Linked DNA regions of Sus scrofa: regions 1 and 2 are each linked to region 3. A link is a contact called in public Hi-C and HiChIP or PLAC-seq data. All regions are on one chromosome and are shown on one strand. Each heading gives the region's core, a stretch centred on a gene start, on an enhancer-like site or on the middle of the called end of the contact. The rest is flanking DNA. Distances are from core to core; before and after follow the strand shown.

Region 1 (3,783 bases), core at 1,210-3,709, 130 kb after region 3:
GTGAACTGGATGACGGTGGAAATGTTTCTCAAGAGAAGTAGGCATCTCACAGGTAGCTCATCAAACTGCTGCAGGGAAAACTCACTGGGTCCTAAGAATAAGTACGGTAGCTTCAGGACACAAAGCCTGCTAATATACCAAGGGTGAATTTTCATGGTATGCAAGAAGGCGAAAAAGGACCCATGTTTTGAGAAGAAATCAGAAGCCATTACACCTGTGATGCGAAGGCAAAGCCCTCCCACCCCCACTCGACCCTCAACAGCACAGGCTCAGTCCACAGTGACCAGCAGGATGTTACCAATAACAGAATTCGACTGGGCTTGGCTTTGAACAAAACCACAGTCACACCTTAGGAGCCCTCCTCCTCTGTGAGTTGATGGGCCAAAGAAAGATGATTTGGAGGCAGCTTCTTCCTTTTCAACCAAAGCACGGAGAAATTTTAACCCACGCTCCTATCTTGACCTTGCACCATGACCTCTGCTTAGGCACTGAAGCCCCGAGTCCTCTCCCGTGTCAGCAGTACCCAGCGGCCCTAGCAGCGCACTGCCCATGGAGCCTGCCTGTGCGTACACATGCACGGCCTGGTTCCGTGAACCAGTTCAGACACGCTGCTCCTTTGTAGACACCTGTCTGCTCCGCCTACTCACAATGACACAGAAATGAGGAGACTGGAGCCAGTTTTGTGCAGAGTATAATCCCCTTGCCAAAGACCTTCCCATGAACTCACAGATACTGCAGCATGGCTGGAAGGAATGCACCGAGATTAGTTTAACCCGGTTACCCACTCTTCCAGGAGCTACTTGGCAACCAGGAAGGCCAGGAGGAAATCCAAGGCTTCGCTATGACTGCATTTCATGGACAACCCACTCCTAGGCAAAGCGGCAGAGGACAGTCATCGACCACTCAACTCCCAGCCGGATGCCCGGCTCTCGGCTCCATGTGCCCATGGGGCCCCGGTTCACACACACATCCCTGGACTTGATACCAGGAGAAAGTTGAATATGCAGTGTGACGAATTCTGCCCTTACCTTTTAACCTCACTCATACATAGGAGTTGTGCTCTCAAACAATAACTCCGACAAAAAAAAATATACCCTCGGAACGATAAGGTCCACACTTGGAAACCCGCCCACGATGGCCAGCCAAGCCCGCCTAAGTGCTAAGAACCATTTAGGAGCATTGTAAACCATTAGGGCCATTAGCTCTAATTTGACCTCAACAAAATAAATCAACCCACTAGGAACAAATTTAGAAGCTTTCCAAAGTCAAGTTCTCAAACCCTGAAAGGCTCACAAGCACAATCCAGGGCAGGGAATGAATGGCCAGCCTCTGAGCGCCCTCCCCACGCCCCCCTTCCCTGTACTTCACTAGTGAGAGTGTGTGTACCTGGGACCAGGCCTCTGGATTCTTCTGAACTCACGGGCTCAGGAAGCTGTGGCCATGGCTGTGCAAGGGATTCACTCTTTTCCTTCCTCTGAGTTCACATCCCAACACGAATTTTCATCTTTCAAAGCCGGTGGACGTTTAGATGTATTTTCAAGATATTCGGATGGGCTTTCAACTGCGCCGATTCACAGCACCAGGTCAGAGTTCGCCCAGGCTTTCTATCTTTCAATAGGCAGGTATCATGTATATTAAGCACTGTGATCCCCCATATTAACACATGTGTCAACACAGTAAATAATTTCTCCAACAAACCTTATAACCATCAGCACACACTCTGCATTTAAATTGCAAAGTCATCCTAATTTTTCATCGTTCTTCTTCCCTGATGAGTACTGGCTGCATTTTTTAAATACTGATGGCTCTGCCCTAATGGAGAAACAATGAAATAAACTATGGCACCACCAAATGCCACCAGGCAATGGGAGAAGAGGGTTATTTTTAACTAGGGAGGCAGGCGGACCACAACTCTTTTGTTGTTAAAGTGATTTAAAAAAAAAAAAAAAAAAAACACAGGAGTTCCTGCCGTGGCTCAGTGGTGGACGAATCCAACTAGGAACCATGAGGTTGCGGGTTTGATCCCTGGCCTTGCTCAGCGGGTTAAGGATCCGGCGTTGCTGTGAGCTGTGGGGTAGGTTGCAGACGTGGCTCGGATCCTGCGTTGCTGTGGCTGTGGTGTAGGCCAGCGGCTGCGGGTCTGATGAGACCCCTAGCCTGGGAACCTCCATATGCCATGGGAGCAGCCCAAGAAATGGCAAAAAAGACAAAACACACACACACACACACACACACACCGTCTCATCATTTTCACTCATGTTCACAGGAGAGAAGGGAGAAATGCTGGCAAAACAAGTTAGTAGTAACAGGAGAAGCAGGACACAGCACATGGCGTTCCATAACCCCAGAGCCTGAATTGCTAAAAGCTGAGTAATCCTTTCCAGCTCCACCCAGCATGAATTTCCAGGTATCAAATTATATGTTAATTACATGAATGTGAAGTTATATGAGGGGAAGTGGTGTGAGTCAGCACCCAGCGGGTGGAAGTTCAGCAAAGCAGTTTTGTAAGGCCCGCTTCACACACAGGCCGGGCGGGCGGGGGCGGGGGGGGGGTGCTCGGGAAAAGAAGAGGAATCCCAGCCAGAGGCCCTGCTCCACCTCCAAACCCAACCCTCCCCCGACTGGGCTTCAGGTCCATTCAAGGGTACCCTCCCACCCGCCAAGCCTCCACCCTGGGCCAAGCTTCCCTCACTTAAAAGATACGCAGGGTTCTTTTCCTTTCTGCACGTTTGGGATACAAATGAAAACGTGCGGGGGCTCATTTCCTGCTCAGCGTATCCAAGGGGGAGCACAGAGCCCCGCACCACAACTGGGGCAGCGGGAGAGCAGTGCCACTTAAGGTGAGGGAGGGGCTGACATGAGCGCTCCCAGCACCCACGGACCCTCGGCTAGGTCGGAGGTCAGGATGGCACAGTGTCCTCCTGGGTCCTGGCAGTGTCAGCCCCTGTGGGGCCAGGGACACGCCCTGTACCGGCAGCGAGACTGGACTCAGAGTTCTCAAAGGGCTGCAGGCCCTTTATCAACGTGACACCCTGTACCCCTGCCCGCAAGGCCCCCGTGGACCACACGCTGTCTCAGCCCTGATTTGAAGCAGGGGAGCCACGGTGAGGGCCAGGCCTGTCCCAACCAGTGAAGGGCTGAACGGACGACTGGAAACCAGCACTGAGGACCATGCAAGGGCCGCAGCGGGAGTTCAGAGATCCACGCACACGGACCTGAAGGCTCTCCTCTTTCCACTGCTCACTCCAAACGGTGTTTATCTAATCCTTGCTCCCCAGGGGCAGGTATGACAGAGGCTCTAAGCAAACACCCTGAAGTGGGTCAATGACAGAAAACTCCTATACAGGGTAGAGAACAGGCTACAAGCCTCTGTCCTGGGCTGGCCTGCCAGCACAGAGGCCACTTAAAAGGGGTAAGATCTTCTTATTTTTTAGGGCTGCAGGTGTGGCATATGGAAGTTCCCAGGCGAGGGGTTGAATCAAAGCTGCAGCTGCTGGCCTATAGCACAGCCACAGTGATTCAGGATCCGAGCCTCATCTGCAACTTACACTGCAGCTGGAGGCAACACCAGAGCCTTAATGCACGAAGCAAGGCCAGGGATCGAACCCAAATCCTCAAAGATACTAGTTGGGTTCATTTCTGCTCCACCACAATGAGAACTCCAAAAGCTGCAAGTTCTTAACCCACCCTGGGTTCATCACTCATACGATGGGTGTAGAGATCATATTAGCCCCATCTGGTTGTAGGATTAATAAGACAGTGCAGGATTTAGCACAGTAAAGG
Region 2 (3,629 bases), core at 594-3,093, 160 kb after region 3:
GGAGTGAAAACACTGTAAATCAAGCAGCCGCACACTTTGCAGACAGACTCCACACAACTAATCACAGGAGGAACAGGGTGTTCGGCTGGGCCCGATCCCAGCGGCTCTGGAATCACATGTCCGTCTCCCTCCACCCCCCCGGAGCGTGGACACCAGGAGGCCCAGCCCCCGACCCTGGGTACCAGGAGGTCCCTCTGCTCCCCAGGATACTCCCGCCTCCCCTCTGACTCTGCCCACCTCCTGCAGACACTCGTCGGCCCTCCCACAGATGAGCTCCTCCTGCATCGACTTCAAGGAGCCAATTTTTGCCTGCAGAAGAGGAGGAGAAAGTTCCCACGTGCAGAAAACTCACAGCTCAGGGAGGAATGAAGAGGGGGTGGCAGAGCACTTGTTGAAAGAAGACCCGTCGCGATTAGGAGGCAAAGACATCAGCTCTGAAAGTTCACAGGAGCAGCCCCCCATCCCTCCCCCACTCCGACCCCCCCACGTCCCCCAACACACCCCAGGAGGCAGCGCACTGGCGGACCCCCAAGGCCGGAGGGCCCCCGGGGAAGGGGTGGGAGCTCCACGGTCGTTTGCAGGAGCTCCACCTCTGCGAATGGATTTGATGTCAAGTGTCAGCAAGTAAATTGCTATTGGCTTCTCAATAAGCAGCAGTAGTGAGCTAAGTGTTTCCCCGTATTGTGCCGGCTCTCGCGGACTCAATACGGCAGTATTGACAGCACAATCACACGGTAATCCCGGCTCCACTAATACCTCCACTTCCTCAATGAAAATACACTTTCCACTTGGACCTCAGCCCATGAGCTTTGGGCTGGACTCTCCGGCCTCCCCTCCTCCCCCCACCCCACCCCCTGGGGCCCTGGAATGGGCACCTCGCCCCCCATCGCCCTGGCCAATGTGAACATCCCAGCCAGCACATTGTCAGGGCCCAACCTAAAAGATAAACAGCCAGAGACCTACAGGAAAAGGCCTGCTCTCCCATCTATAAATCACCGGTGGGAAGGAAGGAAAAGTGATCCAGCTCTTTACGGATAAAAATCTCTGCAGTCGCTGAGGAAAATTGATGTTCCCTTGCAAGGCAGAAGACGATCGCTCGGGGAAGAGGTCTGTCTTCAAGTTTTCAGAGAGACAAAGAAACTCCAACCTCACCCAAAATGACACACGTGCGAGACAAGCGCCCACTATCGCCCCGGCTGCCAGTTTCCAGGAGGCGAGTCCCTGGGCCTGGTAATCTCAGACGGACTGACATACTGGAGGGCCTGCTAACTGAGTAAGAAACGTGGCGCACAGACAAGCAAGCTATTTTTCAAAGCCATCTCTCCTCAATTTTCATTTGACTTTTAGAACACCCTGGAGTAGGCAAGGGACAAGATTTTATCACCAAGACCAGAGAAACAGAGACGTGGAGTGACTTACCCAAGGTCACACAGCTAGTTGGCAGTGTGTTTGCCGTTAGAGGCTAGCCTAGAGGTTGGCAAACATTTTTCTGTGAAGAGCAAGGTAAATATTTTCGGCCTCGTGGGGCCATCCAGTCTCCGCTGCCACTGCTCAGCTCTGTCACTGCGGCATGTACGCCACCACAGACAGGACACTAAACAAACAAGCCCGGCTGTTTTCCAATAGAACCTTATTTAAGGACACAGTACGATTTTCGCATATTTTCATGTGTCAGAAAGTATCATTCTTCTTTAGAACCCCCCACCCCCACCTTTTAAAAGGGTAAAAACCATGCTCAGCTCACAGACCAAACAAAAGCAGGCGCTGGGCCAGATCTGGCCTGCAGGCTGTAGTCTGCCAGTCCTGGCCCACTGGGAGACTTGTAAATACCTAGAACACTACACGGCCCAAAGGACAACGCATGATCATTCTCAGGCTCATTACAACTGTAATGATCTCGTCCAATGAAACTGCTTGACCAACCAACAGCAAACACAAACCCCAGCCCCTGAGCGTCCAAAGGCAACGCAGCTTTGCACCCACAGTGCACTGGCAGCGTCTTTAGACTTCGGCAGAAGCACCGCCTTTTAATGGGACTTTCTGCACAAATTTCAAAGTTAAGAAACTTTCCCTAAGCACACGGTGCACGTGCTAACTGCAGAAGGCATTTATTTCCAAAATCAGCCCACGAGGCGTCCTTAAATACAATGCTGGGGTGAGGGACGCCCCGCCCTCCCCAAGAAGGAGTTTGGGTCTGTGCTCAGTAAGAAGGAATCTGGCCAGAAAGGGGTTAATGCCCTTCCAGGCTGTGATCTGATAAATGGCTGTGCAGAAAGCAGGTTCCCTCACTTTGAGATATGATGTCACTAACCTTTATTGATCCACTATCAGAGAACTTTGCTTATCTCTCTCCGGTGATATACTGCCCCTCCTGTGCTCAACTAGTGTTTAATACACTGCCGGCTGCCCCGCACTCCTCATCGCTCAACACTGCCGAGCCAGGCTGCCACGGGGGCCAATATTTTATAGCCAGACCTTGCCAGCACAGACTCTCTGACACCGGGAGGGGCCACACCCACCTCCCCCCTCCGTCTGCACTGCCAGGTGCACCTTGACAGCAGGTGAGGGGAGCAGGATGGGGCAGGGCCTCTCCAAGCTTCTCCTTTTTGGTATTTTTTTTTCTTTTTTTCTTTTTTTTGGCTTTTGTCCTTTTAGGGCCGCACCCGCGGCATATGGAGGTTCCCAGGTCAGGGGTCTAGTTGGAACTGTTACTGCCGGCCTACACCACAGTCACAGCAAATGCCAGATCCTTAACCCACTGAGCGAGGCCAGGGATAGAACCCGCAACCTCATGGTTCCTAGTCGGATTCGTTTCCGCTGCGCCAAAACAGGAACTCCCCTTTTTGGCTTTTGTGAAAGCACAACTCCAGTCCCCTCACGCTCTAGCTTCTCATCCTCGACCCTGGAAAGACAGCTGTCGGCCGACCATGTTTGCGGGGCAGAATGTAAGCGCCGTGGAATAAAACCTCCTACTAGGCAAACGGGCTTCCTGTTTTTCCCTTTCCACTGTCCAGACCTCAGTCTACCAGGCACTAGAAAACACTGCCCATCACGGTGCGGGACAGTCATTGCAGAGGAACCACGCCAGGACGAAAGCCAGGGAACATACCCACGTGCAGCCAGTCAGGCTTGGATCCAGAAAGGTAACAGGGTTCTACCGCCCCAGGCAGTGAGCACCACACACCGGGTTTGGAGGCCCCCCTCCCTCCTCCCAACCCACAGGCAACTGGGCTCGATGCACAGCCAGTGCCCCACCCAAGGGTGGGCGAGCCCGCAAGTGCCAACAGACAGGAGGAGACTGCTGCCACTGAAGACGCAGAGCTGGCGTCAGTCCTGCTCCTTCCCCGCCACCAGCCTCAACCGCCTCCAAGGGACTCAACAGCCTAAGCCAAGATCCCACCTGTGGCTCCCGGAGGAGCCCGTGGACAAGACGTTGCGTCTCCCAGCCCATCCCTGCCAACAGGGGCTGCGGGGCGGTCGGAGAGCCAGCTTGCCCATCCCCTGCCTCAGGGCACCCAGAATTTGCCTAATTGAACATTAACAAGTTGCTACAATAAAGTTTCTCTGTTGTGAGCTAGAAACCTTTTCGGCAACAACAACAGAAGTCTTGTTACAAACAGCTCTCAAAG
Region 3 (3,567 bases), core at 589-3,088:
AGGAAACGTGGACCATCCCTTGATGCGGGCAGCACGTGGACAGCCTTGACAGCCATACGCCACTAGTACTATCCGACCATCGTGGGCCAAAGCACCTCGCTGAGGAGGTGAGGGGACAGTGCCAAGATGGGGCCATGGGCTCAAAGCACAGAAGGGCCACAGCTCCAACCTAGAAACTCGCCACCAACCATTCTGCACATCCGTTCTCTGAAACCATATGGCCTTTCCATGTAAATGAATTTCAATGCACTTTGCAAATATAATCATCTAAAGAAGCTCCATGCCCTTGGCCGGGCAGCTATTGTAACGTGAGCTCTTCTGAGTGCCCGATGAACTTGGGGGCAGGTCGGGGGTATTGTGGAAAGAAGTCCCGCCCCACTCGCCACCACCTAAGAGGTGTCTCCCCCTAGTGACCACCACTGGCACACCAGCCTCCACTGCCTCGGGGCTGGAGCCAAGTAGCTAGGTGCAGGTGAGCGGGCATCACCTGGCTCTTCAGGCTGCCTTGAGTCCTCAGACCAGCCATCTGAGAGTACCCTGGGAGGGCCGAGACAGAATCAGTGGTCAGGCCCCCATGTGTTTGGGGGTGGGGGCTGCAGGAGAACAAAAGAAGGGAACAGGGGGCAGGTGAAGAGGGCTGCCTGGAGGAGCCCCTTCCAGGCCTGCTGGGGCTCCACAGGGGGCTGGGGATGGACCAGTAAGACAAGCCCCGATGCCAGAGCAGGACAAGAAAGCACAAAGCCAGAATGTGGCAGGTGAATGGGACAGGACGTAAAACGCAGCCAAGCCCATCACTGCTTAAAGGCAACACCAACTCAGGTGACCAGCGATGGAGGCCCGAGGAGGTGGCTGGGTAAAGGGGGCTGTCACCTCTCCCCACTTCATTCCACCCAAGTCTTCGGGAGAAGTGTGTTGTGGGGAAGGGGCCAGAGTAGGAACGGGAGCCTTAACTCGGCTGCTGCCTTTTACAGTACACTTCCCAGAATAAACTGCCCCAAGACTTCATCCATCGCCAAAAAAGGCAACTATAAAACACTCGTGGCCAGCCCCTTCCCTCACTCCAGCACAGCCACCCTCCTCGCTCTCTGCTGGGTGGCAGAGGGGCGGGGGTGGCGGGGAGGCGGCTCAGGCCCCTACTAATTGCTCTTGGACGCTGTGCGGTGTGGGGGCCCATCCCTGCGCTGAGCAGTTAGGAACTTCCCAAATCATTAACCTTTCTCGGAGTGCATTGTACTGGGAGCTGCTCCCTCTGCAGCCTATTCAGGAGCCCTATTGATCTGCCGCACACTCGGTGCCTTCAAAGTTGTTTATGATCAATATGCAAATTGCCCATGGCATTGATCTAGTATTAATTTTCAATTAGGGAATCCACAAGGGGTCTCTGAGGGTCAATACCTAACAATGCAAAGGAAACTCCGCTGAGGAGTATCGGGCCTGATGCTGATAAAAGCTTCCCTAAGCCTCCTTCTCAATAGTTCCAGGCCCTCAGGGCTGTCACCTTCGCTTTGGCTCATTCGGTTCCAAAGTCAGACCCCTTTGGCCGCCTCCCAGGCTGGGGCTGTGGCTCTTGCCCTATGCGGCCCCTCCTCTCCCCGCCCCCACCCAGTGCCACAGAGACACTCCCTGGCCTGCCAAGGGTTCTCCCGTCACCCGGCCTTTTGATCGGATGCCCCAGGCTGTGCCTCCGCGTCTCCCCGTGGCCTCCCCACGCCACGCCCAGCCCCGGGACCACTGTCTCCCCCGGCTCCCCAACCACACATACCTTCTTCCTCCCTCTCTCCCTCGCCCTCGTTTCTGCTTAGTCACGGAACGTCACCTTGGCATGCTGCCATGGCTGGAGCTGGCGAGCTGCACGGTGCCCAGAAATCTCAGGCAGTCAGGCAGAGCCGCCAGGCTGCCAGGTTATGCTTGGCAAACAACCCACTGATGTCATTGCAAAAAACCAGGGGGGGGAAGGAAAAAGGCAGAGCTTCAAATCATCTGTTTCGCCTTCTTTCTTTCTTCTCGCAAAATTTTCCTCCCTATTGAAACACGGAGGTAGGGGGCTGGAAAGATGCTAATGACCTCACCAGGCGACCGTTCATGGTTCCCAGAAGAGGCCTCGGCCCGCCCTCCAGGAGCGCAGGGCAGTGCGTGTGAGCCACGGACGGGGTGTCCCTGGGGAGAGCGTGCCCAGCTGGGACCCGAGTGACCTGGGAACTCAGTCATTCCATTACGCCCCTAACAGCCCCTGAGAGACGCGCATGGGAAAGCCGCGCAGCCGAAGGAGCTGGAAGGGGAGAGGGCGCCGGGCTCTCCTCCCAGCAGGTACTGGGGACGAGCTGGGCACAGCTGTGCTCCAGCCTGGGGCCCAGCAAGGACTCCATCTGCCAGCTCTCCTCCGCCTCGGCTCTCAGTGCTCCACGGGGGCCTCCCTTGCTCTTTCGGTGGCGTAATCCTCCGGAGTCCCAGGCTCTGTCGCGGCCCAGGAGCCCGCTGGAAGGCCCAACTCCACACGGAACCAGGCGGTTGCCCGGCCACTTTGGGCACCGCCACTCACGGTGCAAACTGGCGCATTAGCCAGCCAGGCTAATTGGTTTATGGATAACATTAATTACCATGTTGCTCATTAATGGATGAAATCTTTATTGGTGCCATTGATCAGCAGACTTGTTAGCTGGCCTCCTAACCAATGGCGGATGTAACAAGCTCTCTTATTGGCATATCAATTAATGCAATCAATTCCTGGCCAGCGGCTGCCATTCGCTCCCCTGGTTGTTCAGAGGCAGGAGGCGCAGCCGTGTCAGGCCAGCCTTCCCTTAGAGTTCCCGGTTCTCATCCGAACTCCAGCTGGCCTCTCTGCCACTCAGGGCTCAACTATCGAGACTCAAAACCCCCACACCCCAGCATCCCACTGAAAAATCACCTTTCCATGGTCTGGTGGTGACAAGAGTGCTCTTCTCTATCAGGGTAGGTGAGCTAGAAGGAAAGGTGAGAGGGGCCAGGGCTGTTAGAGCAAACGGGAGGCCTGGAGGAATCCGTAGTTTTCTAGATGAGCCACCAACAGAAATGATTAGGTCTCCAGATGGACACTGGACAAGACTCCAGGCAAAGATGGGAGCAGCCTAACAACACAAACCACCATCATCAACCCTCTCTTACCTGGGGAAGCCTCCTCAGACACCCCCCTCCCCCCGCCGCTGAGCCTGATCCACAATCACACCTGCCTCCCTGCCCAATGGCATCCAGCTCCCTTGGTGCCTCCAACTGACGGGCTCTGCATGAAAACACGGCCCACGCGTCTTAATCCCAAGCTCCAGCACGGAAAGGACTCATCATGTAGGAACAGTGCCCCACCGTCATCACCAGTAAGTTCACACACACACGTGACATTCTAATGTGCGTGGAGATGCCTATGATAAGTCACTGCAAGGGCGCTAATACCCCTGTGAAGCCACAGCTGGGCACCAGCATGTCTTTGGGGTCGGTTGTTTCAAAAAGCCTGGGGTATGCCTCGCAGGGTGGGGCCGCAGAACCATGTATTCAGAGGGGGACCCTGCCGGTGACTAGCGACCACTTACGCCACCG

The links. Hi-C and Micro-C count contacts between places; a contact is called where the count stands out from the background. HiChIP or PLAC-seq counts read pairs in DNA pulled down with a chosen protein or histone mark.
Region 1: a contact with region 3 is called in an H3K27ac HiChIP or PLAC-seq map of skeletal muscle. The contact joins two enhancer-like sites. A contact is called at or near these places in 1 of 47 Hi-C or Micro-C datasets (mesenchymal stem cells) and 2 of 2 datasets of contacts at active chromatin or transcription factors (alveolar macrophages and skeletal muscle).
Region 2: a Hi-C map of liver shows a contact between it and region 3, with 1.6 times the contacts expected there. The contact joins two enhancer-like sites. A contact is called at or near these places in 3 of 47 Hi-C or Micro-C datasets (epiblast stem cells and liver).

The regions. Positions count from the first base shown.
Region 1 is chr6:15,887,827-15,891,609 of Sscrofa11.1, forward strand. The region is part of intron 1 of ZFHX3 (zinc finger homeobox protein 3); the gene reads right to left. Among named protein-coding and RNA genes, the nearest start is that of ZFHX3, 52 kb to the right of the region's middle. Within about 2 kb of position 2,460, at least 22 of the 83 cell types and tissues checked have an H3K27ac peak or open chromatin away from gene starts, as enhancers often do. A contact at or near this core is called in alveolar macrophages and skeletal muscle, where this site is marked.
Region 2 is chr6:15,920,053-15,923,681 of Sscrofa11.1, forward strand. All of the region lies in intron 1 of ZFHX3 (zinc finger homeobox protein 3), which reads right to left. Among named protein-coding and RNA genes, the nearest start is that of ZFHX3, 19 kb to the right of the region's middle. Within about 2 kb of position 1,844, at least 5 of the 83 cell types and tissues checked have an H3K27ac peak or open chromatin away from gene starts, as enhancers often do. A contact at or near this core is called in liver, where this site is marked.
Region 3 is chr6:15,757,638-15,761,204 of Sscrofa11.1, forward strand. The region is part of intron 4 of ZFHX3 (zinc finger homeobox protein 3); the gene reads right to left. Among named protein-coding and RNA genes, the nearest start is that of ZFHX3, 180 kb to the right of the region's middle. Within about 2 kb of position 1,839, at least 34 of the 83 cell types and tissues checked have an H3K27ac peak or open chromatin away from gene starts, as enhancers often do. A contact at or near this core is called in alveolar macrophages, liver and skeletal muscle, where this site is marked.